2 separate regions of the Ovis aries genome follow, and region 2 is linked to region 1. The links are chromatin contacts, called in public Hi-C maps. All regions are on one chromosome and are shown on one strand. The core of a region is the stretch at or near the end of the contact, and the rest is flanking DNA. Distances in the headings are between cores, read along the strand shown.

The links. Hi-C and Micro-C count contacts between places; a contact is called where the count stands out from the background.
Region 2: a contact with region 1 is called in a Hi-C map of hypothalamus, with 2.1 times the contacts expected there. The contact joins the promoter of NKX2-4 here to the enhancer-like site in region 1. A contact is called at or near these places in 2 of 16 Hi-C or Micro-C datasets (hypothalamus and liver).

The regions. Positions count from the first base shown.
Region 1 is chr13:40,122,872-40,126,882 of ARS-UI_Ramb_v3.0, forward strand. All of the region lies in intron 10 of KIZ (kizuna centrosomal protein), which reads left to right. Among named protein-coding and RNA genes, the nearest start is that of XRN2, 50 kb to the right of the region's middle. Within about 2 kb of position 2,205, at least 16 of the 54 cell types and tissues checked have an H3K27ac peak or open chromatin away from gene starts, as enhancers often do. A contact at or near this core is called in hypothalamus, where this site is marked.
Region 2 is chr13:40,246,574-40,250,584 of ARS-UI_Ramb_v3.0, forward strand. NKX2-4 (NK2 homeobox 4) reads right to left here and starts at 1,844. Exons shown (of 2, transcript XM_015099453.2): 1 at 1,391-1,844; 2 at 400-1,001. The coding sequence starts at 1,832. The coding sequence ends at 400.

The DNA of each region.
Region 1 (4,011 bases), core at 955-3,454:
TACTTGCCCTAGTGAAATTTTAAAACAGAAACTTTACATTTCTGATGTTCCATAAGATTAACTTGTTTAGAAATGTAGTATTCGTACAGTGAAAAAAAAAATTCATTTTCATTTATGTTTTGAAAACTCTACAGTATTTTTTAGGACCTGGAATATATTTAAATGAGGTTGATTTTCTGAAATTAAGTTCTTGATTTTAGAAACTTGATATGTTCAATTTTAGGGAATCACTCTTAATTTTTAAAAACTATTATTTTTAATACCTGCATTTTTATCTATGTTTCTGAAGGAAGTGAGAGATAATGAATTATAGATAAGAAGAGTTTTAAAGTATATTTTTATGATTTTACTGTAAATTCAAGTTCTAGGTCTCCTGAAAGGAATTTTAAAAGATAATAAATTCTACAGGCAGTTTTTAAGGATTAATGTCACCATTTGGCTTAGTAATACATCCCTTTAGTTTTTAAAGATTGTTAGAAGTGTTTGTTTTAGAGGTCCTAAGAAAAAACAATTCTTCTTAAATTTTTCTTATATATTCCCCACTTTGGGCAATGTTTCAACACATTCAGAAAGCAGTCAGATTCTGTAGAACATTTTCTCAGTCTGATCATTTGACATTTCATAGCTCGCATCAGTATTTCATTATAAAATCAAACTTCTTTTCCCTTCAGTTTGAAGCAGGGGCCTTTTGTTATTACTGTCATTTCTGTATGAAATTTATTTCCTAAGTTACAAGTAACCACATCATCCCCTTTAAGGAGGAAAAAACAAAAAAGAGCCCTTCAAGGAACGCCTGGTTCTCCACACTTGATACTAATCCAGTGATGAAAGTTCTGGACTTGAAGTGTGTTGGTTTGGCTCACTGTTGGTCACAGTTGGTTTCTTGTGCTGGGTTTGGTGTTCATATGCCTCCCCAGGCTCGCTCTTTGTGCCTGGACTCACTGAAATTTCTTAGAGGCTTACATTTAAGGACCCCACTTACTGCAGTCATTCCTCGTGCTTTATTGCTTTTACAAGTGGTCTCGAAACCCAGTACTCGAGAATAAACATAACAGCGCAGTGCTGCTGTAGCACTTTTAAAAATTCTTCTTTGCTCTATTTTGTCAGTGAGCTGATGAGCAACCTCAAAAAAAAAAAAAAAAAGACCCTGCTGGACCTTTAAAAAAAAAATGGCTTCCTCTGATGTCCTAGAGACAATAATTATGATGTGCTAGTTAAGCCCAAACTACAGCTGAGGGATTTTACTTTAAAGCAGCGGCTTGGGCGCAAAAATGCATTTATAGCTCTTTGTCTGCACCTCATTATGTGTGGGCCTGATTCATTAAGTAATTGGTTTGCAGTTGTTTACATGAGTATTAAGGCCTTCCTTTCAGCCGCCTTTGAGAGATACATTGTGCAAATGTTGCCTGTGATGAATGCAGAATGAGGGCCAGAGGGTCCGTCCTATTGGCTAAACAGTGCGCTCTGTTGAAAAGCCAGAGAAAGGGATTGGGCGCTGCTTTGCATAGCAATGACTTTCTTAATAAGCGTTACAGATTAATACACACCAGCTATAAAAGATGCAAAGAGATACTCTTAGCACATTTATCCCTGCTCATTTCATTGTGATGGTGGTGGGGTCCCTGTGCTTTCATATTCCGTTTTCCCGAGCCACGGCTTCAGTGCCTGAGCGTAATAGAATCCGATGTTTATTGTATTATAAATCACGGGCAAGTAGGCAGATCGGCAACAGTTTATTATTAAAGATTCTTTCAGTGTAAATCTTTTCTCCCATTGTATTTGCCTGAGCAAAATCATTTTGTGGTTGAGTGGGGATGAAAGGCATAATGTACGAAGGAGTGAGTCCTAATAGGAAGCTGTTCTCCGAGTAAAGACCACTTGTCCCCTTTTGTTCAGGGGTGCATGCCGGAGCTTCCTCTCCTCCGCAAACATTGTCTCGCCCCACCTTCCCCAGGAAGCCGTTTCCACTCTCCCGGATCCATGTATTCAACTGAAGAGAGTATTTTAACCGCCTACCACGTTAACTGCAGTTTACTGCCTGGATCTAGATAACCTTTACCGAAAGAAAAGGAAGTGTGCTTGTAACATAATTGCCTAGGGAAAAGGTAGCAGAAGTCACCCGGCTGCCCCACCCTGGCAGGGCCCGCTGTGGGTGGTTTTCAGGGCCAGCCCTGCGGCCCCGGGAGCGGCCGGTGGAGGGCGCCAGGCAGCAGCCGTGCTCCAGTGGGACCATCCTGGCTCTGCTTGCCTGGCCCTAGGGCCACTTCCCCTGGAACGATCTGAAGATCACAAGGAACTCGTAGTCCAGAGAAACAAACACAAGGTTTTCCTGGATGGCCTTGAGGTTCTAGGGTAAAAGCCCCGCGTCTCTGCCTTAGCAAGTCTACATTCCCCTTAAATTCTACCAAAGTAGCAGCTTCCTAAAGATTCCACATGTTTCTCTTCATAAGCCCGCCTACTTTACCCCCACCCGCACTTCGCCTTGGCCTGAAAGAACAGTCTTTGCTTGATTGGCTGAAGGGAAGGAGTGAGGAAATTGACCCCTAAAAATGGCATCTCCTGCAGGGCCCCTGGTTGACCGTCAGGGGGCGCTCAGACTTTGTCTAATTAAAGCTCTCCGCCTTCAGTAGACCTCGAAAATTTAAAATCAAGGATTCACAGTGGTTTGTTGGCACGCTGATTGGGATTTTTTTTTTTCTTTGTTTCTGAATTGTCTTTTTGCCTTATATTTTTCCAGAAATATGTCCGGAGGAAAATTCTAGCTGAAGACGCTATGTGAGACATTTTAACACTGATTTTAGCCAGCAGTCAAGATCATTAGAAATTACAGAATTCAGAGTCTAGAGACCACGTCTTCTCATAAGTCAGTTATTCTTTGCTGGCTTTTGATCAGACCCTAGAACTGCAAGGACTCTTCCCACGGTGGTAGGGGGGGGGGCTTCCTCATCGTCCCCAGCACCAGAGACCAAATTCTTGGCAGGACCCTCGAAGTCTCACTGCTACACTTGATGGACGTGGCCTCAAAGCCACAGTAACTTAGGTATGTTTGTTAATGGGCTATACATACAATTTTCTTTCAAAAATATGATACTGACCATGAGGTTGAGAGTCAGTGTGTTACTAATATTAGAACCTCCCCAGCTCTGAGGAGCTCCTGGGGCCTGCTCCACCCTCACTCTGCCCACCCCGCCAAGCCTGGGCCTGCCTCCCGGGACCCTGTGCTCACCTGACAGCCCTGACACCCCTTCACGAGCACAGCGTGTCATGAGCCCTGGTGTGACTTGATAAAGAATCTCTTAGGAACCCGTAGAGCTTCCCTGGTGGCTCAGATGGTAAAGAATCTGCCTGCAATGTGGGAGACCCAGGTTCGATCCCTGGGTTGGGAAGATCCCCTGAGAAGGGAAAGTCTGCCCACTCCAGTGTTCTGACCTGGAGAATTCCATGGACTGTATAGCCCGTGGGGTCGCAAAGAGTCGGACGGGACTGAGTGACTTCCACTTTCATGTTAACTATGTAGACTATTTCTAGCACTATCATTACCTTTTGTTCATAGAACATGAACAGTCGATAACTGTCAATTACAGCTGTTTTCTCTAGTACCCATGTCAGCAGGATCACATCCTAGGTGCTCACAAGATGCTGTGCTTAGAATAAGACCTGCTATTTAAGACCCTGGCCAACCTTAACTTCTTACATGTAGCAGGGCTGAAAACAAAAGTGATTTTGATGAGAGTTGTCCCAATCGTGTGTCCTAATCCCTTATCAACAGCAAGGGAATGTATAAACAACATGGGAAACTGAGATGGCTTGATGGACAGACAGAGGGAAGACTTGCGATGAAGCCAGAGTGGTGGAATGTTGACAGGTGGGCACAGGGTGCTCCCTGTGCGGAGGGGGAGGTGCCACCCTTCCGGGACACAGTGCAGAGACGCTGTCCTGTTGGAATGCGACCAGTGGGGCGTGGCCATACCTTAATCCACTCAGCTGTCCTGGTGTCTGACCTGAAAGAGC
Region 2 (4,011 bases), core at 594-3,093, 120 kb after region 1:
GGGAGCGGTGAGGGGGGGTTCGAAAATTAATCTCCCAAGGTAAGTTCCACTTCAAGAAGAAAACCTTGTTAAAGCTGGGTTGACTTTTAGAGCTACAAACACCACCTAAGTCTCCAACGTTTGAAACTCCGAGAGCTTTGGTTAGGAACGTGGTGGTGGATGTGGACTCGGCCGGCTTTTTACACAATTTAGGAACATCCGGAAGGAGGAAATCACCTCAAAGCCTCCCGGCCGGCGCGATCTCAGGATTCGATCCTGGGGCTTGTCGCGTTCCCACCCGCAGCGGAGGCCTGGCGCCCGCCCCTCTCCGCGATCCGTCCGTTCTCTCGCGAGCCGCGGCCCGGCCGTCAGCGCGAGCAGACCCTCGGGCGGCGGCGGGACCCCCGGCCAGCCGCGCCGTCACCACGTCCGGCCGTAGAGCAGGTTGCCGCCCAGCGCGCCGCCGCCGTAGTCCCCCGCCGCCGCCGCGTCCAGCCCCGCCAGGCCTGCCCCCGCCCCGTGCAGCGCGGGCGGGCTGGGCGACAGCTCCTCCAGCTCCGGCGTCGGCGCGGGCGGCTGCGGGCCTGCCTGGGGCGTCGGCGTGGCCGCGCCGTTTTGGCAGGGCTTGCCGTCCTTGACCAGCACCGGCACGGCCACGCGGCGCGGCGACGGCGGCGGCGGCGGGCCCAGGCCAGCCTCCTGCTGCAGCTGCTGCGCCGCCTTGTCCTTGGCCTGGCGCTTCATCTTGTAGCGGTGGTTCTGGAACCAGATCTTCACCTGCGTGGGCGTCAGGTGGATCATGCTGGCCAGGTGCTCGCGCTCGGGCGCCGACAGGTACTTCTGCTGCTTGAAGCGCCGCTCCAGCTCGTACACCTGCGCCTGCGAGAACAGCACGCGGCGCTTCCTCCGAGGCGCCGCCGCAGCGTGCAGAGGTGCCAGCGACTTGGCCGTGTCCGCTATGCCCGTCAGCGACCCCATGGCGGCCACGTTCACGCCCGCCGACGGCCCCATGAACCTGGAGACTGGGGAGGGGCCCAAGGGGAAGACCGGTCAGCAACCGCCGCCCAGCTCTCTTCACACGGCGGCGGCCGCGACGCCGGCAGGGCCAGTTGGGTCCCAGAACGCCCCGCGCGCTCAGGGTCCCAGGGTCCCAGGAAGCCCCGCGCACTCCGTGTGTCAGGGTCCCAGGACACCCCGCGCGCTCAGTGTGTCAGGGTCCCAGGACGCCCCGCGCGCTTGGGGTCCCGGGCTCCCAGGGTCCCAGGACGCCCCGCGCGCTCAGTGTCTCAGGGCCCCAGGACGCCCCGCGGACCCCAAGACGGATTCCCAAGTGCTCCCCGCGCCCCGGGCTGCGGCGGGGAACGCCCGCGCCGTCCTCGGCCCTCAGTCCCGCGCTCCTCGCCCCGCTCACTTGACGAGTAGCGCGGGTCCGGGTTGGCGCCGTACCAGCCGGTGGCCGCGGCGGCCGCGCCGCCCCGCACGCCGTCTGTGTAGGCGGGCAGCTCGCCCACGTTGCCCAGGCCGCCGTTGCAATAGCCGCCCACGGCGCCGTGCGGGAACTGCGAGACGCCGGGCGGCATGTGGTAGGTGGCGGCCGCCGCCGCTGCAGCCGCCGCCGCTGCCGCTGCCGCCGCGTTGTGGCCCGCCATAGCGTGCGGGGGCTGCATGCCCGCCGCGGCCGCCGCCTGCGAGGAGGACCCGGGCGGCGGCGCGCGGTAGGCGGCCCCCAGGGGTGCCCCCAGGCCGGGCGGCGTGCCGTCCATGGCGCCGCCGAACTTCTTGTAGGTCTCCTCGATGGGGCTCAGGATGTCGGACACGGAGAAGGGCGTCGTGTGCTTGGGGCTCAACGACATGGCTCGGCGGGCGGCCAGGTAGGGGGGCCCGGGGCGCGCGCGGGTCGCCGCCACCTCGGCCGCGGCGGCTGCGCCTGTGACCAGGAGTCGGCGGCGCGGCGAGCCCCCCGAGCTGCGGGATCTGGGGTTTATTTTAGTCCGGCGCCGGGTTTACGACAGACTCGGGGGGCGGAGCAACATCCCAAACGAGCAAACGATGGTCCTTGACATCTTTTTTCTCTCGCCAACACCCCCACCCCACCCCCACTCCCCATAGAGGAGGCAAGAAAAGTAAAGGGGGCAGTTGGATGTTTCTTGAAAGGATCACCCCCTTCGCTTTCTCCATCCTTCCTGCTTCCATCCAGACTTCCTGTTACCCTAGCCCTGGAACATCAGAAACAAACTCTTGAGGCTGGCGTCGAGGCTGGATGTGAAGGACTCCGCGCGTCTGCCCATCAGACCCCAGTTTCCTAAAGTGATTTAGTAGCAAAGTCCAGTGTATCTGGAGATGGGGGGGAGGTGGACAGAATGGTACTAAGCTGAGAGTGGATGGCGGTTTCGCCTAGTCCTCTCTAGCTATCAGCCTCTCACTTGCTCCATCGTCTAAAGTGTTAAAAAAAAAAAAAAAAAAAAAAAAGCTCTTGGGTCCCACCGTAAGAGCGCATAAAGAGATGAGGTACAATGACCGTCCTCTCCCTTTGTAGGGTTTCTAATTTATGCGTCTGTAGAGTCTCAAGCATCATTTTGTGGGCAACCAACCGGGCACTTTCAAATTAGCTCAAAGTATCCAAATCCAAAGAAGAGAAAACACACAGAGACACAAATACACGGATACTAATTTGTAAGTATTCTGTTTTTGCTCTGTGGGGATAGAGGTTAGATAAGGGAAAGAGGTTAGGTTTTTATGTGTTCTAATGTTTCCTGTTCAGCTCGCACCTGTAAAGTTCTGTACAGGTTTCTTTCCCTTTCGTTTTCCCCCCGCACGGCCCCCTCCCCCGAGTGAAAATATCCAACTTGGGGTTTACTGGCCTACCACTAATCAAAAAACAAAAAACAGCCTCTTAAGTCCAAAATTTCTAGCTATTCGAAATGGGTCTTTTTATTGTTCAAAAAATATAATCTGCTTAAAAATGTGAAATGGATACAGAAATCAGGTGAAAATGGTACTTTCGCTTGAAAGATACTCAACTGTAGATAAATGATTTTTTTAAAAAAAACTTTGTCATCCTTTGATTTGTAAATTTACCTGCATAGCATAGAAGAACTTAGACATTGTGAACTTTCCTATGAATGCTGAACATGACAAAGAATATGACAAAAGAAGTCTGTGAAGCATATTGACTAAAATTTGAAAAGTCCTTCACTTAAAACAGCCAGGAAAAAGAAGATGCAGTTTTTAAAGGTTTCCTGGAGACTGGGGCAGGAGAAAGAAAAACAGGGAGAGTGCTTTCTTAAGCAAGATTTTATTGTTTAAAACAGAAGAACAGGATGTAAGAAAACAATTCCAGTTTAACCTATTAGAACATAAAATCTAATAGTACACATCTTGAAGGTAAGAACAGTTACCTATTCCTTTTCTTGTTTGGTTTCAGTACTTTGATTGGAATGTTTTCCATGGTTTTGCTTTTATTGTTTTAATCATTGTTTTGTTCATTTCAGTGAGTTTTGCAAAGAATCTAGGGGTGAGGGGATGGGGGGAGAAGGGACCCGTATTTACCTATGGGAAGAAAGTGTCAACCAGGCAAGTGTGTAGAGTATTAGTATTTTAAAATATTGAAAGAACGAAAGACAAGGTACCGTGATTATTTGCAGATGTCAGTTATTTACTTAGCAATATTAGTATTGCTACAATTTTAACACCATGCCACTTTTATAGGTCTTTCCTGAGCCTGAAACATTTGGACTACGTCTTCATCCTTACCTGCCGTTGAATTACTTACTTAATTTTTTAAATTAATGAATTACAGAGAAGCATTTATGTATGTATTTAAGTAGTTGCTAGAATCTTGAAAACTGCACTTTGGTGTTTAAGTTTTGGTTTAATTCAAAATGTATTGTTTACTTGATCCACTTAAATAAAAAATAGTAGACAGTCTTTCATTTCAAACTTTCCTCAAAGATAACAGGGTAAGTAAAAATAGTTAACATCCATGGACAGAAAAAGTCATTTGTGAACCATTATGTTTTACTTTTAAAGTTC